Regions from separate parts of the Sus scrofa genome. Here regions 1, 2, 4, 5 and 6 are each linked to region 3. A link is a contact called in public Hi-C and HiChIP or PLAC-seq data. All regions are on one chromosome and are shown on one strand. Each heading gives the region's core, a stretch centred on a gene start, on an enhancer-like site or on the middle of the called end of the contact. The rest is flanking DNA. Distances are from core to core; before and after follow the strand shown. Region 1 holds the start of SYNM (synemin). Region 2 overlaps SYNM (synemin). Region 3 has its middle 57 kb from the start of MEF2A. Region 4 overlaps LRRC28 (leucine-rich repeat-containing protein 28). Region 5 holds the start of TTC23 (tetratricopeptide repeat protein 23). Region 6 overlaps TTC23 (tetratricopeptide repeat protein 23).

Evidence for each region. Hi-C and Micro-C count contacts between places; a contact is called where the count stands out from the background. HiChIP or PLAC-seq counts read pairs in DNA pulled down with a chosen protein or histone mark.
Region 1: a contact with region 3 is called in a Hi-C map of skeletal muscle, with 5 times the contacts expected there. The contact joins the promoter of SYNM here to the enhancer-like site in region 3. A contact is called at or near these places in 8 of 47 Hi-C or Micro-C datasets (embryonic fibroblasts, fetal heart ventricle, fetal skeletal muscle and 5 more) and 1 of 2 datasets of contacts at active chromatin or transcription factors (skeletal muscle).
Region 2: an H3K27ac HiChIP or PLAC-seq map of skeletal muscle shows a contact between it and region 3. The contact joins two enhancer-like sites. A contact is called at or near these places in 2 of 47 Hi-C or Micro-C datasets (fetal heart ventricle and subcutaneous adipose tissue) and 1 of 2 datasets of contacts at active chromatin or transcription factors (skeletal muscle).
Region 4: an H3K27ac HiChIP or PLAC-seq map of skeletal muscle shows a contact between it and region 3. The contact joins two enhancer-like sites. A contact is called at or near these places in 1 of 47 Hi-C or Micro-C datasets (embryonic fibroblasts) and 1 of 2 datasets of contacts at active chromatin or transcription factors (skeletal muscle).
Region 5: a Hi-C map of skeletal muscle shows a contact between it and region 3, with 5 times the contacts expected there. The contact joins the promoter of TTC23 here to the enhancer-like site in region 3. A contact is called at or near these places in 2 of 5 promoter capture datasets (fetal liver and liver), 6 of 47 Hi-C or Micro-C datasets (embryonic fibroblasts, fetal skeletal muscle, heart right ventricle and 2 more) and 2 of 2 datasets of contacts at active chromatin or transcription factors (alveolar macrophages and skeletal muscle).
Region 6: an H3K27ac HiChIP or PLAC-seq map of skeletal muscle shows a contact between it and region 3, with 3 times the contacts expected there. The contact joins two enhancer-like sites. A contact is called at or near these places in 1 of 47 Hi-C or Micro-C datasets (embryonic fibroblasts) and 2 of 2 datasets of contacts at active chromatin or transcription factors (alveolar macrophages and skeletal muscle).

The regions. Positions count from the first base shown.
Region 1 is chr1:137,854,057-137,858,170 of Sscrofa11.1, forward strand. SYNM (synemin) reads left to right here and starts at 1,588. Exons shown (of 12, transcript XM_021098348.1): 1 at 1,588-2,519. The coding sequence starts at 1,710.
Region 2 is chr1:137,869,512-137,873,230 of Sscrofa11.1, forward strand. All of the region lies in intron 2 of SYNM (synemin), which reads left to right. It overlaps TTC23 (tetratricopeptide repeat protein 23), which reads right to left. Exons shown (of 11, transcript XM_021098378.1): 11 at 1,386-3,719. Among named protein-coding and RNA genes, the nearest start is that of SYNM, 16 kb to the left of the region's middle. Within about 2 kb of position 2,175, at least 23 of the 83 cell types and tissues checked have an H3K27ac peak or open chromatin away from gene starts, as enhancers often do. A contact at or near this core is called in skeletal muscle, where this site is marked.
Region 3 is chr1:138,339,173-138,343,014 of Sscrofa11.1, forward strand. No RefSeq gene overlaps it. Among named protein-coding and RNA genes, the nearest start is that of MEF2A, 57 kb to the right of the region's middle. Within about 2 kb of position 2,524, at least 76 of the 83 cell types and tissues checked have an H3K27ac peak or open chromatin away from gene starts, as enhancers often do. A contact at or near this core is called in alveolar macrophages, embryonic fibroblasts, fetal liver and 6 more, where this site is marked.
Region 4 is chr1:138,078,889-138,082,441 of Sscrofa11.1, forward strand. The region is part of intron 5 of LRRC28 (leucine-rich repeat-containing protein 28); the gene reads left to right. Among named protein-coding and RNA genes, the nearest start is that of LRRC28, 82 kb to the left of the region's middle. Within about 2 kb of position 1,888, at least 24 of the 83 cell types and tissues checked have an H3K27ac peak or open chromatin away from gene starts, as enhancers often do. A contact at or near this core is called in skeletal muscle, where this site is marked.
Region 5 is chr1:137,995,497-137,999,148 of Sscrofa11.1, forward strand. TTC23 (tetratricopeptide repeat protein 23) reads right to left here and starts at 1,705. Exons shown (of 11, transcript XM_021098378.1): 1 at 1,260-1,705. It overlaps LRRC28 (leucine-rich repeat-containing protein 28), which reads left to right and starts at 3,044. Exons shown (of 10, transcript XM_001925096.7): 1 at 3,044-3,146.
Region 6 is chr1:137,961,730-137,965,458 of Sscrofa11.1, forward strand. The region is part of intron 5 of TTC23 (tetratricopeptide repeat protein 23); the gene reads right to left. Among named protein-coding and RNA genes, the nearest start is that of TTC23, 34 kb to the right of the region's middle. Within about 2 kb of position 2,277, at least 10 of the 83 cell types and tissues checked have an H3K27ac peak or open chromatin away from gene starts, as enhancers often do. A contact at or near this core is called in skeletal muscle, where this site is marked.

The sequences.
Region 1 (4,114 bases), core at 338-2,837, 490 kb before region 3:
GAATCGGAGCTGTAGCTGCCAGCCTACGCCAGAGCCACGGCAACGCAGGATCCGAGCCGTGTCTGCGACCTACACCACAGCTCACGGCAACGCCGGATCGTTAACCCACTGAGCAAGGGCAGGGATCGAACCTGCAACCTCATGGTTCCTAGTTGGATTCGTTAACCACTGCGCCACGACGGGAACTCCAGGAGCATGGGTTATATAGCATTCCATCTTACAAGGATATTAGACATCCATAACTTCAAGAACAGATAATAGTAAAGAGCAGTAAAATAATTAGGAAGTGATATATTTTAAGTTTTATTTCCTTTTTGAATAATTAATGGTAATCCTCTATAATTTATTTTTTAATAATATCTGGCTAGTGTTATTTTTAATAATAGCTTTTAACAACTAGCTCACAAAATTCCTGATAATTTAACAGGTAGCTTTCACAAGCCAGCACGCCACTGCCAGTCCCGGTGACTTCTGGGTTCTGCAGCAATAGGCACTGGCAGGAGCGGGAGAGCAAGAAGAGAGAAGGGTTGGATTTTTCCTTCTCTTCCTCCTAGGATGCATGCTACAGCTCCTGCTCCTCAACACTGTTCCCTCCTTCTGCCTCTAGGGGGCTAGTGGCTTCTGGGTCTTTCTGATTCCCGCGGCTTCCCCATCACATCCACCCCTTTGTAAGTAGTCTCATTTCACCCCGTTAAATCATTCCCTTCCCTTTGAGTGTTTTTCTCTTTCCTGGTTGGACACTGCCTGCTCAAGTCTGCTTCTGCAGTCACAACGTCTAATACTTCTATTCCCATATTTAGGAACTATGTGTCCTTAATCAAGTTGCTCAACTTCTCTGAGCTACAGTTTTGTGAGGATTAACTATGATGCATCAGGGTATGATTTTGAAAGATTAACCGTGGTGGGACTTTATGTTATCCTCCTGCTATTTCCTGGTGCTCTATAACTCTTTCCCAAACTGAGCAGCAATAGTCTATAGAAGATGTTTCTCAGAAACATAAAGCATAAGTATGGGGAAAGTTTTGAGTTTCAAAATGCAAGACCTTGAAGGGCATGAAAGAAAACCTAATGAGTCTGAGCAAAGCATCCTCTTGGGAGAGCCACTGGTCCCTGAGAAGGCTCTCCTACCTCCCTAACGTGGAGAACTGAAGAATTGAGAACAATGGCTACAGGTTGAGTCCAGGCTACTGTTGGCCGCCCCACAGTGCCCTGGTGCCCCAGTGTGGCCTATGAGAGACGCTCGTACTGATGGGATTTCCAGAGAGGTCTGGATGCTGACATTACAGCAGCTGTGTGGCCTGACGAACAAGGGCCAGGTGACGATGTGCATCTGGGTGAATGGGAGGAGGAGAATAACGAGGAACCCTCAGTACCCCTTCTGAGAACCCTGCCTGCCGATATGCGAGAGCCAGCTTAGAGGGCTCCGGACAGCCTGGCCCTGGGTTGGGCAGCCGCGCGGCCTCACGGTCATTCCGCCAGGAGGCGCTGTCCGGCCACACTGGCCGCGCCGGGCCGCACTCTGATTGGCTAGAGGACGTGGCCCGCGGCCACTCCCTCCCGCCCACCCTGGTAAGTGCCGCTCGCTCGCCAACTCCCGCCCCAGTCTGCGGGCCTCGGGAGCAGCGGCGGGGCGGGAGCGGCGCGGCGGAGGGGACAAGACCAGGGCAGGAGGGAACCGGCCCGCCAGGAGAGCCCCGCACACCATCAAGATGCTATCCTGGCGGCTGCAGACGGGCTCCGAGAAGGCTGAGCTGCAGGAGCTCAACGCCCGGCTCTACGACTATGTGTGCCGAGTGCGGGAGCTGGAGCGCGAAAACCTGCTCCTGGAGGAGGAGCTGCGCAGCCGGCGGGGCCACGAGGGCCTGTGGGCCGAGGCGCAGGCCCGCTTCGCGGAGGAGGCGTGCAGCTTGCGGCAGCAGCTGGACGAACTGAGCTGGGCCACGGCGCTGGCCGAGGGCGAGCGCGACGCGCTGCGGCGCGAATTGCGGGAACTGCAGCTGCTGGGCGAAGAGGCGCGCGCCGCCCGCGGCCGTCTGGATGCCGAGCTGGACGCTCAGCGGCGGGAGCTTCAGGAGGAGCTAGGTGCGCGCGCCGCTCTCGAGGCGCTGTTGGGCCGGCTGCAGGCCGAGCGCCGCGGCCTTGACGCGGCCCATGAACGCGATGTGCGGGAGCTGCGCGCGCGCTCCGCTGGCCTGACTCTGCGCTATCGCGCCCGCGCCACCGGCCCTGCCGCACCCCCGCCGCGCCTGAGGGAAGTGCACGACAGCTACGCACTGCTAGTGGCCGAGTCGTGGCGGGAGACCGTGCAGCTGTACGAGGAAGAGGTGCGCGAGCTGGAGGAGGCGCTGCGGCGCGGCCAGGAGAGCCGGCGCGAGGCCGAGGAAGAGACGCGGCTGTGCGCGCAGGAGGCGGAGGCGCTGCGGCGCGAGGCGCTCGAGTTGGAGCAGCTGCGAGCGCTGCTGGAAAACGAGCTGCTGCGGGTACAAGAGGAGTACGAGCTTCAAGCCGAGGAGCGGCAGGTCTGTGCGCCCTGCGAGCGCTGGTGGTGGGGGAGTGGTAGGGCTCCCAGACCACAGAGTGCTCACCCAGGGCCCGGCAAGGCTGACGGGTGGGGCCAGCGCAGCGGGTGCACCTGGGGACCCGGGCGCCAAGGGGCCGCCTTCCTCAGGATCCCGGCATCTTGCCAGTACTGGAAAAAGTGCGCAGTTCTTTGGTCCATCTACTCAGTGGAAGAGTGCCAAGTGGCAGATCCTGGTGAATGGCCCTGTCCCTGTCAGGTTGTCAAATTTAGACCTTGACATGACTGGGTGCATCCTGACAAATGACTCCCTCAGTTCTCAGTTCTTTCAGTTTCTTGTGTTTGGAAGACCGAGTTCACATAGAAGTCAACCAGGAAGGCCCAGAAGTGACTTCAGAGGTGACAGCTCCTTCTTTCTCAGACACTTCCCAGTGTTGGGAAGGTTTCTAGGCAATGTCAAGTCCTTGTCAGAAACCGTTCAAAATTGAACACTAGGCACTAGGGCTTCTTTGGGGGAGAACAACTTGTTTTCCAAAACGGTTTTTATTTTGCCAAAATGATTTCTCAGTTCCCCGTTGGAGTCAGCTGGTCGTGGCTCCCGGGCCACTGCTTTGTTTGTTCTTGGGAGGGGCAGAAACCTTAATGCAGAGAATTTAATCAGAGATGTTTTTTCCACAGTACAAGCTGATGTCAGATCTCTGGGTAGTGTAAAAGTCGTGTTAATGCAGGTCCCTGTGGCAGGATGTTATTACAAGTGCAGGTAATATAAACAGTTCCTATTTCAGGGAAGCAAAGCTCAAACCTCTGACACAGGCGGTGACACCTGTAGCTGATTTATTGTCTGACAGGGTTGCCCTGGTCATGCCCAGTCTTGGCCAGAAATGGAAATATTCCCCAATCCTGCTCTCAGTAGTTCTCAGGATGACAGTGTAGAACAATATTCACACACATTCAGAAATATTTTAAACCGAACGGTTTATGGCTTCGAATGAAAGATTTGTGTTAGAGTGATTTTGTGCCTTTCTAAAAAATTTAAAAGTGAAGGGAACATGGTGATTTTGGTGACATCACAAGCATCCATAAATAATCAGCAGATATCTTTTGACTAACCTGGTCTCTAGGGCTGCACTGGAGTGTACATGGGAAATCATATAAAGCAATACAGTACAGAATTGTTTGGAATTTAATCTTTTGGATCATGGGTTTTGTTTGGCCTTTCCTGCTTAATTTTCAAAAGTGTTCTGTCTGAGTTGTAAATAGGGCAAGGACCAGGACCGGCCACAGTGTGCACTGATCACCCGGGCTTACTCTAGACTGGAGAGTGCTTCCTTTTCCAGTGGTGGAATGTCACCTCCATGGGCCCCATGCTCTGTGTTGAGCGAGTGTTTAAAAGCACCTTTAATGTGGGCTTTCATGGAGCTTTTAACCAGAAAGAAGTGCCTGCCAAACCCACTGCCCACTGAACCCTTTTGTAGGGAACCATTGTTCCCACCTTGAGTCCCTACTGTGCAAGCAGGTTTGGAAAAGATTTCCTTGAGGCATCCTGTGTGGGCTAAATCCTCACCATTCATTTGCAGCCATGGCTCACTTGGCTCA
Region 2 (3,719 bases), core at 925-3,424, 470 kb before region 3:
AAGCTACAGACTGAGAACTAGAAGAAGCACAGTTAGGAAATAAATAGTGCCCCCCCACCCCCCGCCACCCTGAAAAGAGAACAGAACCGTCCTTTGGAGTAAGCTGTTAGAAAGTCTAATGGGGGAAAAAAAAAGATATTCAAAACTGAAACAAAAAAATGCAAAAATACCCAACAATGTACTGAGTCCAGAAACCACAAAACTGAGGATAAAAAAGGGCCCAGCCTGGATTTCTGATTGGGGGTGGGGGTGGGGGGTGTCAAATGATGCAATCTCCATCAAAATTTTAAAAACGAGGCTTTGTTTTTTTGTGTTTTGGGGGGTGGAGCCTATAACAGTTGTTCTAAGTTTCACCTGGAAAAATGGAAAGCAGGGCCAAACCATTTCTCAAAAGAAAAACAAAACACCGAAGGGGACTGTTGCCTGGCTAGAAACGAAAATAGAGAGCAAAAATTTCCTTTCTTGCCTGAGGACTTTATGGCAAAGTCCTTTTAAAAGGTAAGGTTTTGAATCCCCCTGTGGAGCTGGGGGTTAAGTATCTGGCATTGTCACTGCAGTGGCCCAGGTCACTGCTGTGGGGTGGGTTTGATCCCTGGCTAGGGAACTTATGCATGCCCCAAGCAAGCCCTTTAAAAAAAGGAAAGTTAGGTTCTTTGTATGTCTGTGCAGGGGGAGGACGTGAGCACCTCTCTGCCACACACACACTCTTTTTCCTTCTTTTTCTTCTTTTTTAAAATGGCTGCACCTGTGCCATATAGAAGTTCCCAGGCTAGGGGTCGAATTGGAGCTCCAGGGGTTGGATTGGAGCTCCAGCTACTGGTCTACACCACAGCCACAGCAACACCAGACCTGAGCCACATCTGCGACCTATATTGCAGCTTGTGGCAACGCTGGATTCTTAACCCACTGAGCAAGGCCAGGGATCGAACCGCATCCTCATGCATACTAGTTGGGTTCTTAACCCTCTGAGCCACAGTGGGAACTCCCTATTCCTCTTTCTGATTGCAGCTGGCAGAGGCAGTGGGTTTTAACTGTTCTAACTCTTCAGTCTCCAGATTTAGACTGCTAATGAAGCAATGCTGGTAACTCCTAATGTTGGTTATTTCAGGGTTGTGCCATTATTTTTTTAGACCACCTGTACCTTTTAATGTGCCCGTTCAAAGGAAAACATTTCTTGGGAAATTCTCAAGTCTTGGAGAAATTTTTTGAAAATTGGATCCTACTTTTTTTTAATGTGTTAACAGTGAGACTTACCTAGTGAGTAGGTGAAAACTTTGCAGTTAATAAAACCCTGTATTTTTAGGATAATTGGAGTTGCTAGCCTTGCCCACATCAGCATGTAAAGGAATTAACCCTTTGTTAACCATGATTTTAGGTAATTCAGAATCCCTTCCCTTCTTGAACTCCTTTAGGTAATGGAAAACCAGCTTCCTTCTGAGGTCAGTAGAAGGTGATGTAGGGGGTGGTGGTGATGATGGTGGCTGACATTTATCAACCATATATTCTGTGACAGCCACTCTTGCAAGAACTTTCCAGTCATTTTATGAATTACCACCCCAAACCTGTGTGTGCTCCCTATTTCAGAAATGGGGAAATGGAGCCACAGAGGGTTTGAGTGGCTTCCCTAAGGTCATAGGACTGGGAAGGGGCAGGCCCCGGATTTGAATCCAGGTAACCTGATGTGGGAGGTTTCTTGGTTAGCCACTCCTTGTGCTTCCTCTCTTTGCTTCCTTAGTAATCTTTCTGTGCGTTTTTTGTTTGTTTTTAGTCTCTGGAATTGACAAATGGGCTTTCTAGCTGTGATTTCTTTCTGAGCACAGGGGAATGACCCAGAGGCGGCCTGGCACTGTTGCCTCCTTGTTTTTCAGATGCCCGTTGTTGGGTTGGACCCTTTCCAGTTTTGATGGTGATGCTGGTTCTGTGGAGGGAAATTTGCCCCTCTCTCCTCCTGTCCCCCCTCTGATTCCCAGTCCCCAGTCTGGAGTGACAGGTGGTCCCTCACCCTCTCTGGAGCTTGGGGGCCAGGGGGGCTCCTCCCAGCCCGTCTTTCTCCCCCAACCCCCACCTGCGTTTTGCCAGGAAGCACCACATGAACCATCCCTCCACCCTGGGCCAGGCAGGCTCCCCTACTGGTGTGGCTTCTGGAAACATCCTCCGACTCTCCCTCCCCCTGCCCCCTGTCTCTTGCCCACAGTTATGGAGGGTGTGCAGGGCAGTGGCACTGTGCCCTCGATGTAGAGTAACAGCCGATATGCCCTGAGCTTCCATTGGGATAATGCATCCTAGCCGAACCGCTGCCACTCAGCCCCACGGGTGGTCTATTAGGGCCTGGAGCCAGGCCAGGGGCCGCATTAGAGCTCCCTTCTGCCCTGTGGGTTGGTCTTGGACACCTTAATGAGGCTGGGGACCTGATTTTCCCGCACATGTTTGCTTGTTTTCCTGTCTCTTGAGAGAGGCTGCCAACCTCTGGGGCTGTATGAAACGTTCACTAATAGCCTGTGATTCAGGCGGTTGGCATTTCTCACCAGCACCATGGCTGAGGATAGTTTTCCTTCAACGCTCCCGAAATAACCCGAGCGCTCTCTACCCATTTCTTAAAGCTGTAGGAGTCTATTCCTTAACAACTTTCCTTTGAGGAGTTCCCACTGTGGCTCAGTGGTAACGAACTGGACTAGTACCCATGAGGATGCGGGTGTGGCCCTAAAAAGACAAAAAACAAAAACTAAAACATTCCTTTGAGAGCTTTGGAGGGAATGCACCGTTTCTGGCCTCTCCCAGCAGTTTTGGTTATGCCTCTAGTTTTTATGGGGGCACTGTGGAGGCAGGACGCTGTGTGCCATGGTGGGGGGAGGGTCCCAGCTGTACCTGGGAGCTCTGTGCTGGGTCTCCAGGTGGGGAAGGTGGATCCTGCCTGCCTCTCGGGGCAGCCATCTGGAGGGGAGGCACCGGTGGACCTGAGCTCTTTCCTAGTGGGAGCTTTGGCTCTTCCCTATAGGGGCGTTTGATGGAAATCACCAAGAGATGTTGGATCTGCTTTCGTTAATATGGTCTGGGCGATCTCTCTACAGGAGTTTTTCTAAAACATGTGTGAAATGGCACCATTTCAGGCCCTGAAGGGTGGCCCAGGTGGCTTGCAGGGGAGGGCCGAGTGCCCTGGTCACTGGAGAGCACGTGACTTTGGCCATCACTCTCCCACACATCTGCTCACCTGTGGGGCCTGGGCGCCCATTGTTGGCCCTGCCTGTGGTTGCCAGGAGGACTTGGTGAGGTGACAGGTGGGAGGCTTATAGCCTGCTTGGTGCTCAATCTTAGCTAGGGTTGGTGAAGGCATTGGGCACAGGAGCATTTGTGCTGTGTCACCAGCCACATAAGCCCCTTGGGGACTGGTGCCCCCTCCTAGGAACCATTGCACCTCACGTTGGGTCCCGAACTCAGTAAAAAAAAGTTTGGTGATGGTTTGGGTTTTCTCTGAAAGAGGAACAAAACCATTCCTCCACGGGGAGAGGGAAGATCCTTTTCCCCCAAAGGGATCTTCATTATCCTGCCCCAACCCGCCACCTGTCATCAAGTCTCTGCTGACCTGGATGCCCATGAGCACCTTCTGCTCTGACTTGGGCAGCTAGTGTGAGGAGCCCTGTGATACCCAAGGCTTCCTTCCCAGCAGGTGGAAGGAAGATATCAAATTGGACTTGGCCTTCCCAGCAGCCCACCCCTATGGC
Region 3 (3,842 bases), core at 1,274-3,773:
ACAGCCACAGTAACTCAGGATCTGAGCCATGTCTGCAATATACACTGCAGCTTGAGGCAACACCGGATCCTTAACCCACTGAGGCCAGGGACAGAACCTGTGTCCTCAAGGATACTCTTCAGGTTTGTTTCCACTGAGCCACAACAGGAACTCCTAGAATTTTAAAAATTACTTTTTTCTCCCTTCTTCCCTCCTTTCTCTCTTTCTTCCTCCCCTCCACTCCCTCCTTCCTTTATTCCATTTTACAACTCCCTGCAATTCTTAACATGCAGGGTGGGGGGAGTGAAGAAAGAAGTGTTCTCTTAGGTAATGCAAACACTTTTCATTTCTGCTTTTGCTGGACTCAGACCCAAGTTCTCTGCCTGTCTCTCTGGTGTGACCAATAGCCTTTGAGTGGGTAGGGGGTGGGCAGTCTGAGCTGAGTCTTCTGTGCCCCAAAAGGGTCAGATTCTGCCAAGGGTAGGAGGTGGAGTGGAGCAATGAGAGTGTGAAAACCTCTTTCAGAACACCATGTTCTCATTGTCCCTTTTCTCCTTCCAGGATGAAGAGCAGGTGGGAATGAAGGAGCCACTGCTCACTGTCCACCCACCTCAGATCATAGACTGTGAAGGAAAAGTGCCAAACTCTTCTATTTTCTTGGAGCAGAGAAGTCAAATCCAGCTGGCTTTGCAGCCTCTGGCAGGTTAAAAAGCATGCATTTCTACTGACTTGCTGAGTTACACCCAATTATAACCTGTTTTAAAAAAACCTCCCTGCAAGTCCCTGCTGCTGACTCCTCCGAATGCTGACACTGTGGGGCTCTGTGCACAACTCCAGGTTTATTTCCCAGTATCTGGTGTTTCTGTGTCGCTTTTGTGCTGGGTTCTCCCAGTATATTGCCTTGTCCTTGAGGGAGGAAGCCTGCCAGCCTCCAGCTTCCTTTGTAACTTCCCAGTTCCTCTGCCCACAGCCTCTGCAAATCTGCTCACCCACCCCAATCACTTTGTCTTAAAGTGCTCTGGGACTGATTTTCTCATTTTCACTAAGTGAAAATAACTCTTTGGCTTCGTGTCCACTGCATAGGTACCTCTGGGGGCAGAGGTCGGCAGTGTGGCCATAGAAACTCCAGAGGCCAGCAGCCTTCAGGATGCAAGGACCGCAATGGCTCACCTAATGACCTCCCGCGACAAAGCCCAACACCCTCCAAAACAGAATGGCTGTCTGTGCCAAGCACATCCCCTCTGTCCTGCTCTCAGAAAAGGCGGTACGCACAGTGGTTAGGAGTTCAAGGGCTCAGTGCCCTCCTCTTAAACCTTAATCATCGAAACTACTTAAACCGTCATTTTAGTGCTTAAGCTTCCCTTTCCTATGTAAAATGGGAATAGAAACTTATTCTAATTCCTACGCATGTTGCAAGGAATACTTGAACTATCGTACGCAAACCATTCAGCACAGTTTAGCGCTCAAGGCTTACTAGCTGAGCCTGTTTGTAATTAGCGATTACTAATGGTCAAGATTTGTAGGTTCTCTCTTCTGGGACGTGGGGAGCTTCGCTGGCCAGCGCGAAAGATGCCGCCTGCCATCCAGGTCCCTCCAAGTTGTACTGTCTGGGGGCCGGGTCCGAGCCGCCACGAAGCGCCAGGGGCCTGTGTTCCATTGTGCTTGCTCAGTGAGGGTGACCCAGTGGCCGCCCAGGCGAGGGCACAGGTGCGTCCTGTCCGCAATGAGGGCGTGGGCGCGGGCGTGGCGAGCTGAGACCTGGGGGCGCCAAGCGTGTCCCGAGGGTTGGGGTCTGGCCACGGTTCCAGGAGCCCGGCAGGGGGTGTCTGGCCGCTCCCGAAGGGCGCCGCCTGGCACAGCACTCCGGGAGACTGCCCGACTTGCGCCCCGCCCCAGCCCCGCCCCCGGCACCCCGGGTTGGCTGGAGCGGGCAGCCACGCGCGGCGATTTGCCACGCGCCGCGTCACTGGAGCCGCTCCCGGCCCGGCCCCCACGGCCGGTTGGGGAGGCAGCGGCGGGGGAGGCGGAGGCTGCAGGGCGCGACGCCGCCGGGCCGCCCCGCCCTGGGAGGCGCCCAGGCCCTTGTCAAGTGACCAGTATCCCTTCCAGGAGAACACGGTCCTTCAGAGGGAAGCAAGCTCCAGCCCGTAGCCCCGGCGCCAAACCGCCGTCATCTCCTTCCTGTGCCGGGTGAGCCGTCTCTCACCCACCCGAGAAAACATAGTCCGCTCCTCACGTCCTTGTGGGGTAGTGTTCGCTTCCAAACATTGTGACCCTCTTTGCCCGCACCCTTGTCTTCCCTACTCTAAGTGCTCTACTATCCACCAAGAGGGTAAATCAGCTCGGAGAAGAAACCTTAAGGGAGAAGCAAAAGAGGGAGCAAGGGGAAAGGAGGGAAAAGGAGGAAAAAGCGAGGTCGGCGGAGGGACACTGAGTCCATCAGCATCGTGCGCACGCGCGCTGGAAGGAACGAGTTCCGGCCCGGCCGGGGCCTGCCTCCTAAAAATAGCCCCGGTGTGGGGATCCGTGCGCGGGCGTCCCGGCGAGTCCCGGGCTGAAGGAGGCGGCTCCGGGCGGCGCGGAGCGCTGGTGGCGGGCCCGGGCTGCGGCGTGTGTGTGCCCGGCAGCTGCGCCTAAGACGTGGTGAGGACTGCGGGCGGCACGGTCTGGTCTGCGGGGCCGGCGTCTCAGCGAGGGAGCCGGGTCGGGGCTGGGGGGCGCCGGGGCGAGGGGCGGCGCGGCCCCGGGAGGGGCGCCTGCGGGGCTCTGGGGACGCCAGGACGGGGTGGCGTCGGGCTGGCACAGGGCCGGAGCCGAGGTGCGCCGCGGCGGGGCGGGTGGGGTGGTCGCGTCGGGTGGGCGCCGCGGGGCGGGGCGCCTGCGGGTGTGGGGGCGGGGTGCCCCGAGGGCGGGCCGGAGGTCTGAGGGGTGTCTCGGGCCGGTGGAGGCAGGCTGGGCCGCGCGGGCTCGGCTCGAGGAGCCTCCCTGGGTGCGCGGCGCGAGTGGGGCTGGGGGCGGTGGTGGACGTCGCCTTCTTGAAAGTTGAAGGAGTTCCCTGGGGCTGGGAGACTCTGGAGTAGGGCGGGGGACGCCCGAGGACCCTTTTCTTCATCCTGCCTTACGAGGCCGGGGTCCACCCGAAGGGCCTGACCCCTGGTGTGGAGGGGCGTTCTGCGCCCTGGTTGGATATGAAGTTCCCCCACTTCTGGTTTGGGAGAATGTTGGTCTAACGGAGCAGAACATGTAGGTCCAAGCTCTCCGTGTGTGTGTGTGTGTGTGTGTGTGTGCGTGTGTGTGTGCGCGCGCGCGCGAACCGGTGGCCAGGTCGCCCCAGGGTTCCAGGAGGTGGCCCCGGCTTGGGGGAGCACCTGCCCGTGCAGACGCCCCACCGATCGGCGAGACGTCTCGCGGACAAGGGGCTGCAGAGGGAGCTGCTCGCTGCCCCTGAACATCCACCCAAGTAGATCCCGGATCGCACGGAGGGTTTTGTGAGATAGAAACTTCGCCTTTTAGTTCGATTCCACCCGTCTTTGATAAGTGAGGATTTATTAGTAGGTGAGATAGTGCAGACAAGTTTGGAAAAGATGAATATTTCTGATTTAGAAAAACAAGGTTTGTTTTGTTTTGTTTTTTCCTTTTAAAATGTAGCTATAAAAATGTCCTCAGACTTGAATGGTTCCTGAGATAAGCGAGCCTCCTGTCATGATCCAGGAGGGAACTGTATTGGAGAAGAACAGCACAGTGTTAATCTGAGTTTTAGTTTACTGTGAGATTTTGATCCCAGTAAATGTGCTTTTAGAAAGGCCTGCTGTGCTGTGTTAACAAGAGTGTGTGTATTTTTAAACACGTATTGTCTAAAGTTT
Region 4 (3,553 bases), core at 638-3,137, 260 kb before region 3:
TTAACCACTGCACCACGACGGGAACTCCTGTCCTTTCTTTTTGAAATTCCTTGGTACCTTTGTCAAATCAGCTGACCATAAACATATGGGTTTATTTCTGGAGACTCAGTTCTGTTCCATTAGTCTTTATGTTTATCATCATGGCCATACCACATTGGCTTGATATTGTAGCTTTATAAGAAGCTTTGAAATGAGGCCATGTTAAGTTCTCCAGCTTTTTTCTTTTTCAGATATCTTTTGAAAAAATTAAATTACAATGGTTTTTTTTTTCTTCAAAGCAAAAGAAAATTTATTTTCTCCCTTTTTTGGGTGTTTCATCTGAATACATATTTTTATGTCCATATGGGTGACAATAAGAAGATAACAGTGATGGTCTGAAGGACCTTTTATTAAAGTAATCTATGGGGATCATTACACTACTCAGTATAATTTCTCATCACTCATCTGTTTGTTGCTTTCCTTTTTATTTATGTAACTTTTGACTTGAGGCTTGTTTTTCTGATTTCATTGTGCCTCCACAACAGTGTGCCCCTTATCAATAAAATAGTTACAGGGAAGGGCCAGACAAGTGGACCAAATGTTGTGGTCTGCATTGAGACTCCAGTAGGATGGATAGTTGAAGTAGAGACAGACTGACTGAGGGAAGCTATTTCTGTTTGTCCCCCCACTCCATTGTGGATCTGCTTCTCTTCACTGATGGCCAGATCTTGGTGGTGGGAGTTGATCAAAAAGAAGATAAAGGCTCTGGGTTTTGGCTGACACATGATCACCAAAATGCATTTTGATGTCCTATAGAGATATGAAAAAATATATAAAGAGATTAGATGAAAGAATAACTAGACTTTTGGATAGTAATAAGAGTTCTTCCATGTTTTCTTAATAAATATGAATGGATTTCTGTATTGCTGAAGGTTGGGATTAAATATTGTGAGCATCTTTTTTTTATCATATCTGATAAGCCATTCAGGGCCTATCATAACACTTAAATTTTGTTATTTAATTTTTCTATAATTTCTAAATGCTGATATTTAAAAAGCTTCCATCCATATAGAAATACAGATTTCGTAGCAAATAATTTTAAAATTCTTTCATAAAATTAATGTAAAATAAATACTACTTCGAAATTTATCAATATTTAACAAAACGTTTATAAGAAAAGTATAGCTATTGCTAGAACTAAAATTCTCCCAACACCTTTAGGATTCAAGCTTTAGCTTTTGGCAAACTATTGGTAGTATGTTTAAAATGCTTTATAGAATGTTAATTAACAACCACTGTCTTTTTAATCCCCTTTGATATGCTACTTAGAGACAAGTAAAATTTGGAAAGTGGAAAATAATGTATTTTTCCTTTTGTATTTTTATGTCATTTTAAAATAACTTTGAAAATAAACACAGTGGCTTTTCTCTTTTCAAATCCTGCTTTTTCTTTCTCCATTTAAGTCTCTGAATGCTCTACTTCATTTCTCTAAACAGTGCTCTACATAAAGTGTGTTAGTAAATATTTGTAAAAATTGTGGTGAATAATTTCCCATTTCTCCTCACTGCTTAGGAAAAGATGGCAGTATTTTACCATCAGTCATTGAGATGTTAAGCCTTGATGGTAGTAGTTAATTTACTTTCAATGTAATAATTAAACCTATTCAGAAGAATGCTTTTGTTAAATGTATTTCTCCCTTTGTCTTCATTTAATTATTTCTTAGTATTGCTCCTTATTAGATCAAATTATTTTGGTTATCTCTAATTAAAAGTTAAATATCTGATAATGATCTGGCTCTTAGGAATACACGCTCACTAATGATGCTGAGCCTTTTCTCTCTGCTGTTAGCCCAGACAGTGCCCACTTTGGTTTCCTAATTTAGTAACAGAAATAAAACTATGCACGACTGGGCAGGTTTGGTATGCCGGCATCCAGCCAGGAAGCATGGGTTTCTTAAGCAAATGGACCTATGGGGATTTGCGGAAAACAGAGATTAAGTTACATGAGCTTTGCACTTTGCAAATCCCTAACTATTTAAAGGAACTTGGCTAACCCACTGCTACCTAAATAAAACTTAATTTTGTTTAAACACACAGACACACTAAATGAAGTTTTATTTCCTTTTCCAAAATTACCCTTCATCTTAGTGCTTTTAATTTCATATTTTTGTAAACTTTTAAAAGCACTTTCTCTTTTAGTAAACAATGCATCAAAATTAGTTGTTAAATCTATTCCGTTATTTTGTGCATCTGTAATACCTTTCAAAATAGCATAATATGAAGAGTTGATAATATGTATAGGTAGCGTGTTTCTCTATGAGAAAATGAAAGTAAGTTCTGACAGAGATAAATTGAGAAAGGAAAAGCCTGGTTTTACACACTGTCTCTGGCACTTGCTTGGCTGGGCAGCCTTGATTGCTGCTGTCTTCTCCACCACCATGGGTATTGTTAGTGCTCCACTTCATATGGCATTCACTGTGATCTGTGGATTTGCAGGGGTTGCTTCCTGGAATGTTTGAACACAGGCTGCTCTCCTGTCTGCTGACACTTTTCCTTTCTGCTGCTGCTTCTTATCTGGCATATTTCTGATTTTTTCTTCCCCTCACTCCCCAAACTTGTCTTCTTAAGGTCCATTGCCTCTGAATTTGAGGCCCAAGGATTAGCCCACTTCTTTCCCCTTTCAAACCTTTATGTGTTCCTTGTAGCTTCTTGCCTTTCGTTGACAGATGAGGGCCAGCTGTCCACTCTGGTGATCTTTTTTTGTTTTTTTGTTGCCTTTAGACTATTTATAAACACTGGAAGCATATTCTGAAGTGTAATTTTGTTGAAAGAGAGAGAGAAAATATGACTAAATGAGGATCTCTCACAAGACTTTTGACATACAGGAATGAACAGTTAATTCCAGGACATGGGAGAATATCGGTGGTGAATGGAGAAGGATACAGTGTGCATTATAATAATCCTTGGAGCAGTATTCATTCACAATTAGAACAAAGTGGATTTAATATAAACTTAAGTAGTCAAATTACATTGACTTTAGGATTAATATGATTTCCCACTGTATAAATGCAATCCAAAAATATAAGAATACTAAACATCACACATTTTTTGACATTTTTTGAAGCTTCCTCATCTGTAAAAATGGTTTTTAAAATGATCTGTTCCTTGACTGTGGTGAATTTCTGTGTAAGGCAGATACACAGTCTTAGCTCATGATTCCCTTCCTTACCGCTTCTCTGCCTTCCTGTGCTCTTAGAATCCACATCCAGTGGAGACTGGCTCATAGTTCCTCTGCTATTGGACTTTGCTTTGCTTCCTGAGAGAGAAGGCCCTGTTCCAACAAGGTTTCCCTGGCAAAGGGATGGGGAGGGGGAGGTCTGTGTTGTCAGAGACTTAAAGTGGCCTCTCTTGGTTACTATGTAATTCTGAACAATAGTGATTATCTAGTATGCAGATATTTTTGCTGTGTCTTAATAATTTTTATTTCATAAATGTATTTATGCTATTGTTATTGCTAAGAATAATAATCTTAACAGTTACTCTAAAAAGTGTTAACTCTCCAGATAATCAAGAGA
Region 5 (3,652 bases), core at 455-2,954, 340 kb before region 3:
CAGCAGAAACGAATCTGAATAGCATCCATGAGGACGCAGGTTGGATCCCTTGCCCTGCTCAGTGGGTTAAGGATTCAGCATTGCTGTGAGCTGTGGTATAGGTTGCAGATGTGGCTCAGATCCTGTGTTGCTGTGGTTGTGGTGTAAGGTCAGCAGCTACAGCTCTGATTTGACCCCTACCCTGGGAACCTCCATATGCTGTGGGTATGGCCCTAAAAAGACAAAAAACAAAACAAAAACAAAAACAAAAACAAAAAACAATGACCCAGGACTTGACTCCTTAATTCTTGCAATTTTGACTCTTCATGTAACTTCTTAACCTTTTTTTTTTTTTTTTTAAATCTAAAGTCCCCAAATGAACATTCTGCTGTGTCAGGGATAATTATTCTTTAGCTGGACATATTTGCTAACAAATCCCCCACTACCTGGGATGCCATTTCTTTCCTCTTCCATCTATTGAAATTTTGCCCATTGCTCAAGCTCCAAATGGGTCTTAACCCTACTTTGAAACTCTCCCTGAATATTTCTGCTCACACTGATCTGAGCACCTGAAGCAGCTATGGTCTGTAACAGCCATCTATGCATCAAGAACTATACAAAAGTTTTCATTTAAATCTTTTTTGAGTCTCTTTCTAGAGTATGAGCTCCTTAAGAATATATTTTATTTAATAGCCCCATATATAGATTAACAGAGGACCCTTAAGAAATATTTACTGCATACCTGAGTTGGGCCTTATAAAGGTAAAGATGTGCCACCAGGTATTATATTTACTAGCTGAATCTTGAAGAATCTTCAAGATGTTATATTTTGGAATTACATATTGGCTGGATTCTTTAAAAAGTTGCTATTTCAAATATATATTTTAATATACATTATTCTCATTTATCAATATTTTCCTGAACATTTATATTTTAGCTTTAGTAAAAATATCATTTTTGAAAATATAAATGCTAGATTTCACTTTTGAGAATTTATCCTTACATCCACTACCTATTGATTCTGTTTCATATACCAATATTATATTTTCCTTGGTCATTAGCCGATCTGACCCTGCTACAAATGTAAACAAAACCCAATTCCAAAGATGATAATTTTGTCATATCCTTTAACAGATGGATTGTCTATTATGCTAGGTTTTAAACAAAAATATCCATTTTGCTTGATAATTACAATAACATTAAGACATTAAATCCATATTAAAGCAACAACAAAATACAGCTTCTTGGAGTATAAAATAATCTATAATTAACCGTATTACCTTGGTCCTTTTATCATTCAAAAATCCACTGCTAATCCCAGGATAACATTTTCTCTAAAGAGAAAAATAGCCTCTGAAAATCTTTCTCCCTGCCACTCTGACATTATGGCTGTATTTTATCTGCTTTTCCTTTGACAGTCTCCTTTAAAACTAGCAAAAAAAAAAAAAAAAAAATCAGAATAGTTTATTTAACTCTGTAGAATCCTTTGTCAGTTACCCTGTGTGCCTTGAGAGGTTGTCCGTTTCTTTTTCCATTGAATTACACTGTTGACTCGGCAGCCTGATTTTCCAGATTGGTCCACGCTGTATCGGTTTGGTGATTTTTTGTAAGGATTGATAACTATGAAAGAGTCTAAAAATAGGGCAGTTCCAGACTAAATTGGAACAGTCTTTTCCCGTAAAGCAATCTGGTATCTCACAAAATTCCAAGAAGAATGAATGACAGAGCACGCACCAATAGGAAGTGGAGAAAAGTATTTTGTCTAAGTTTACTACCCAATCCTTGGGAGCCAGAGGTGGGAATTTTAAAATAGGGTTGTCCTTTCCTTGGAATTTTCTTAAAGTGGTATCCCCTCCTGTTGAAGTCTGCCAAAGATTGCCAAATCACTAATTCTAAATTAGAGAATTTTTCCTCCGTTTTGAGTTAGGCAAAGTGTAAACTTGGCACTTGACAAATTTAGAGAATTTTAAGAGAATCACATGGCTACTTTTGTGTCTATTTCAAAGGGCAGAAGTTATTTCAAGATAATTCATTTTTTCATGATCAAATATAAGTTAATGTACTTAAATATTTCATTTTTAGAGAAAGGCAAACTAAGAGGCTAACACTGCTTTTAAAAAATTGGTCTAGCTATAGTTAATCTTTTTTGTCTGTATGACTCTTCAATATTAGGAGCAAATCATATTATTTGGGTTGATCTTAAACATCCTAAAGATTTTTGTTTTTACACAAACTGTAGGTTTTCTCATTTTAAGTCTAGTAAAAAGTTCAAGTACAAGTTCTTAAGTATTTACAAATCTGTATAAAAGGTCTTAGAAGTACATGACATACACCATGCATATACTTTAGAAAACTCTGAAGACTAGTTTACTAAATAGATAATTGCTAGTATTGCATTATAACTCATACCTTTTTTGGGATAGGTGTTATTTTTATTTAATATAACTGCTTTTCAGGCTACTTAATCTCTAACGGAAATTATATAAACCAACGTAAATCTATAAAGTCAAAGCTGTTTGACAATGAACCGCTAGATAATCAACGTTAGGCTTTCCAAAGAGGTTACCCTCTTTTCAATAGTACGTGTGTCATAGGACAGCTTTGAGAGTTAAGTGAAATAATCTAGCGCAGCTCTTAGAACGCTGCCTGGTACACAGTAAACGACTGGGTGTTAAAGTTGCTGTAATGCACAGAATTACATTAGAGGACTAGTGAGTCAGTGACAGTACGAATGAAAGAAGAGATCAGTTACTGGCGGTTCCCGAGGTTGGAGCCGGCCAAATCACCCCCACAAAACCCTAAGCCAAAAGCCAAATGCGAGAGCAACCCCTAACACCGGAGCCGGAAGCAAAGGCCGAGTGGGGCGCGGGGCAGGCTTGGAGAAGGCCCTTTTTTCAGCGAATAGGCATGTCTCTTGGAAAACGGGCATCTTATCCCACCTATTGCAAAACCGTAAGAGCAGAGGCGTAATATCGCGAGGTTCCGTTCTTCTCTGCTCCGCTCTGCCTTCCCCCCAAGCTCCAAAGTGCGAGTTTCGCCCCGCCCCGCCCCTCTGCGCCTGCGCCCCGCCCCATCCCCTCCCGCGTTGCGCCCGGCCCCGCCCGCCCGGCCTCGGCCTGCGGTCCGGCGCTCCTGCGCCCGGGAGCGCTGGCTCCTCTGGCGCCGAGGTGAGTGTGGCGCTTCGTCGCTTCGGTGTCTTTTGTAGCAAAGCCCTCTAGCCGGGCCATTGGCCCTGACCTGGGTCAGGCAGAAGCGTCCGGGCCGCGGCGAGTGGACCTGGGCCCAAGCGGGCCCGTGAGGGCCTCGGGTCAGCACGGCTCCCGGCCCTTCTCGCTCTCCTTGGCTCGGTACCGGCTCTAAAATTCCTGCTACTGGGCTCGCTACTCCCCAACGGTGACCACCTCAGTGTTTGGTTAACTCGGGCCAAATGGCATGTGTTTTGCCTAAACTTCTGTCAGCCTTCTCAGTACTGAGAAAATAACCTTTAAAAATGCTTTTAATACACGTTTTAAAATTCTCTAGTCTCCAATATTAGGAAACTGAAATATTTTACCGAATTAACTATGGAAGTCAGTCTAAGGGACTCCTTTCCTTAAAAAAATGTGTGGAATTTTCTTAAGATGGACAGGTTTGTTTGCTTTAGGTAATAATAAAGTAGACTGGTGTTTAGCTG
Region 6 (3,729 bases), core at 1,027-3,526, 380 kb before region 3:
TTACTATACTTGGTGAAATAAGTCAGAGCAACACAAACACTCTGTCATCACTTATATGTGGAATCTAAAATTTAAAGGAATCAAATGAATATAAAAATCAGAAACAGACTCAAAGATATAGAGAACAAATTAGTAGTTGTGAGTGGGGAGAAGGGAAGGGGGAGGAGCAAGATAGGGGTATTAGATTAAGAGATACAAACTACTATGTATACAATAAACAAGCAACAAGGATATATCATATAGCACAGGGAAATACTGCCATTATTTTGTAATAACTTGAAATGGGGTATAATCTATAAAAATATTGAATCACTATGTTGTACACCTGAAGCTAATGTAATATTACAAATCTACTATACTTCAATAAAAAAATGAAATGGAAAGAGTAAAGCTTTAGAGGATTCAAGTAATCAAAGTAATCCGTGCTAGGAAGTTTCCTGCTTCCCCACATTTAAAAAAATCAGATTTTGCATAAGTTAAGAACACATCTTCAATCACAGGAATACAGGATGAGGAAGAGTGCCAGGAAAAATCAAATGATTTCCTTCTTTGTTAAATAAGCATAAAGCATTCCAGGCACACAGCATCCCATGGGAGGATCTAACAGGAGAAACATCCATGGAGAACAGTGGGTGCTTCCCCGGAGCAGGAAAGGGAGAAGCAGGACTTTGAGCACATGAGCATTTGTCAGAGCATCTATGCCTGAAAGATAAAGGCAGAGAAAGTGATTCTTTAAGGAAACACTTTCTTTAAAGTTATAGAGGTGCAGCTAAGACACCAAGGACCTCCAGGTGATGGCATTAACTAAAATAAATAAATAAATAAGTAAGTAAATAAATAAATAAAAGCTGAGTAGAGCAGCAAAAGTTAGATTTGGAGATTACCAACTGAATCAATTTAGGGAGGACTATGATAAAGGGAAAGGCTATTACTGAAGTCAAAAATTCACAGTAAAAGCCACTGGGAATGCTTTACAGGGAAGCATATGGAATTAAGCAGAATTCCACATCCCAATGAGGTGATGGCAGGTAGACACAGACATTGTCCCACTTACCACTCTTTTCTCTATTACTTTCTACCCTCTCCCAGGGGGTACTGGCTAAGAGAGAAACCTCCCCCATGTTCATTCTTCTGTGGAAACCTTGCATGAGAATCACTTTCCAAATCTTGTGACTATAATGAATCTACAGAAAGCAAAACCAAGAAACAAGCTCAAGCTTCAAACACACATATACATGTATATGTGCATATGTACACATATCGGCACACAGATAGATACACATCTGAGTTTTAGCTTAGGTGGCTCATGAGAGCAAAGACAACAAAACAAAACAAAACAAAACAGCCTTCTCAGGTCATAGGAAAAAAAAGTACAGGAAAGAATATTGCGAGCCAGGGCAGTCAGCATCTTAATCTGCGATGTAGGAACTACATGCTTCGAAGTCAAATCATTTCCAGAATGAAATGGCAGAAAGGAAAATGCTCAGTTAGACAATAACGGTAATAATAGCTACTTTTGTAAGGGCTACCAGGTACCCGATGCATTAATGCAGGGTACATTTGACTGTCACAACAATGCTCTGGGGGCTGACAGGAGAGTGCAGGATCTACTTAGGGTCCTACCGCTGGGAAGGGAGAATGGACACTGACATGAACCCAGGGCTACCTCACTCCAAGGCCAGACTGTCCGCTATACCATGGCACATTCCTTAGAGATTCCAGATTCCTGGAAAGTGTCTTGTTGATCCTCTGAGGAGGGTTTACTTGTCACAGGCACACTTGAGAGCTGGTTCAGCAGAGCAAGCAAGGCCAGGTCAAGTGCTCTTTGGGCAAGCTACGTAGGACTCCAAAGATGACAAATCGAGCAGTCATAGAGAAAGCTTGGGATAGGCCACATGTTCCAGAGCAGCAGTCTTGAAGGGCCATCACCATCATGCTGCGTAGAAAGATTATTTTAAAAGGTGTATGGGAGGGGGCGAGCACAGTCATGCAATGGTATACACTGCATATATAAAGACATTATCTGTCTCTGGGGATCTATCTATTAGTAACCAGAAGAGAAAAGAATCCTTAACACTGGAAAAAATTTGCCTACTTTCTCTGGTGACTTTCTTGGCCACATCTGAGAAAACAACTGTGCACATAAGAACACAAGATTTGGATTCACTCTCCAAAGTTAATAAATGATTACTGAATGAAGTAGTCTGGAACAAAGGAGGGCAGGTAGAAGGAATGATGCTTTAGGCCACAGTCCAGGGATGGAAGGCACTGAGTGTGAGTCACCCTGTAGCCCTTATCTGTCAGCCCAAGGAGAAAAGAACTGGCATGGCCTGATAGGCACCATAAAAGGCAGGCAGGCAGGAGGAGGAAGACAGTGCACTGAAAGATCCCCTTTTAAGAGAAACATAAAATCTCATGAGAGCTGCCTGAGAAATTACCCTGGCCTTCCATTTCCAAGGCATGGCAAACAAAAAAGCCTTTGTGGTTGTTAGCACAACTGTAGAAATGTACAAAACCAAAGCCTTGTTACCTTCTAAAGCAGATCCATTTGGACAAAATATTCACATTTCAATGAGGAAACAAAGTAAATGCATGAGAACTGTGCTGTTTAAACATGCATGTTCCAATGAATATGTCACAGTGAAGAATTAGGATAAAAAGAAGCAATAAAGTTTAAAACAACTCCATTAAACACAAAAGCAACTTTGGAGAGCTTGGAACATTAACTTAAATTCTTGTTGGGTATTTAGCACATGTGTGTACAAGGCCCGCCATCTGCTGGCAAGGTTTGGTACTGCTAATTTGGAAAGTACTCAAGAGGTGCTGGATTTTGGCAGAGGATAATCTACTTAATTTTGTAGCAAGTGATCAACATTAAATACTAATAACATTAGTTAGGTCTCAATTTAGTCAACAAGTATCAGATCTTGGACCTCATATTTGTATATTTCCTGTTTTATAATACAAGGTGGAATGTCTACTTCTGGGCAGGAAGAAATTCTGGACTGGTAGGCTTTCCCAGTCACTACTCTTCTTCCTCCACTACATAAATGGAACTATACAGCATAAATTCTTTTCAGACTGGCTTCTTTTTTTCTTTCTTTTTTTTTTTTTTTTTGGTCTTTTTCTAGGGCCGCACTCGCGGCATGTGGAGGTTCCCAGGCTAGGAGCTGTAGCTGCCGGCCTTCGCCAGAGCCACAGCAATGCGTCTGTGACCTACACCACAGCCCACGGCAACGCTGGATCCTTAACCCATTGAGTGAGGCCAGGGATCGAACCCACAACCCCATCGTTCCTAGTTAGACTCGTTAACCACTGAGCCACAATGGGAACTCCCAACCTGGCTTCTTTCACAAACATGTTTGTGGGAATCATCCATTATGTTAAGCGTAGGAGTAATCTGAACATTTTCTTTGTCTGAACAGCTCACAATTTTATCTACCCTGCCTCTGATAAGCATTTGGATTGTTTCTCCAATTCTTGGGTATTATAAATAACATAGCTTTGGACATTCTTGGCTGTGCCTTTTGGTGATGTCAGGAAACAGGAACCCATGTGCCCTGCAAGTGAGGGCAGATGGGTGTAGCAATTGGCCAGTACGTGATGAACTTAAGTACAAGCATACTCTGTGACCATGCAATCCTCCCTGTGGAGTACAAGCCTCATAAAAAGTCTTTCAGAGTTACCTAAGTGGAGCTGCACAAGGATATTCATGGCACGGAGTTCCCG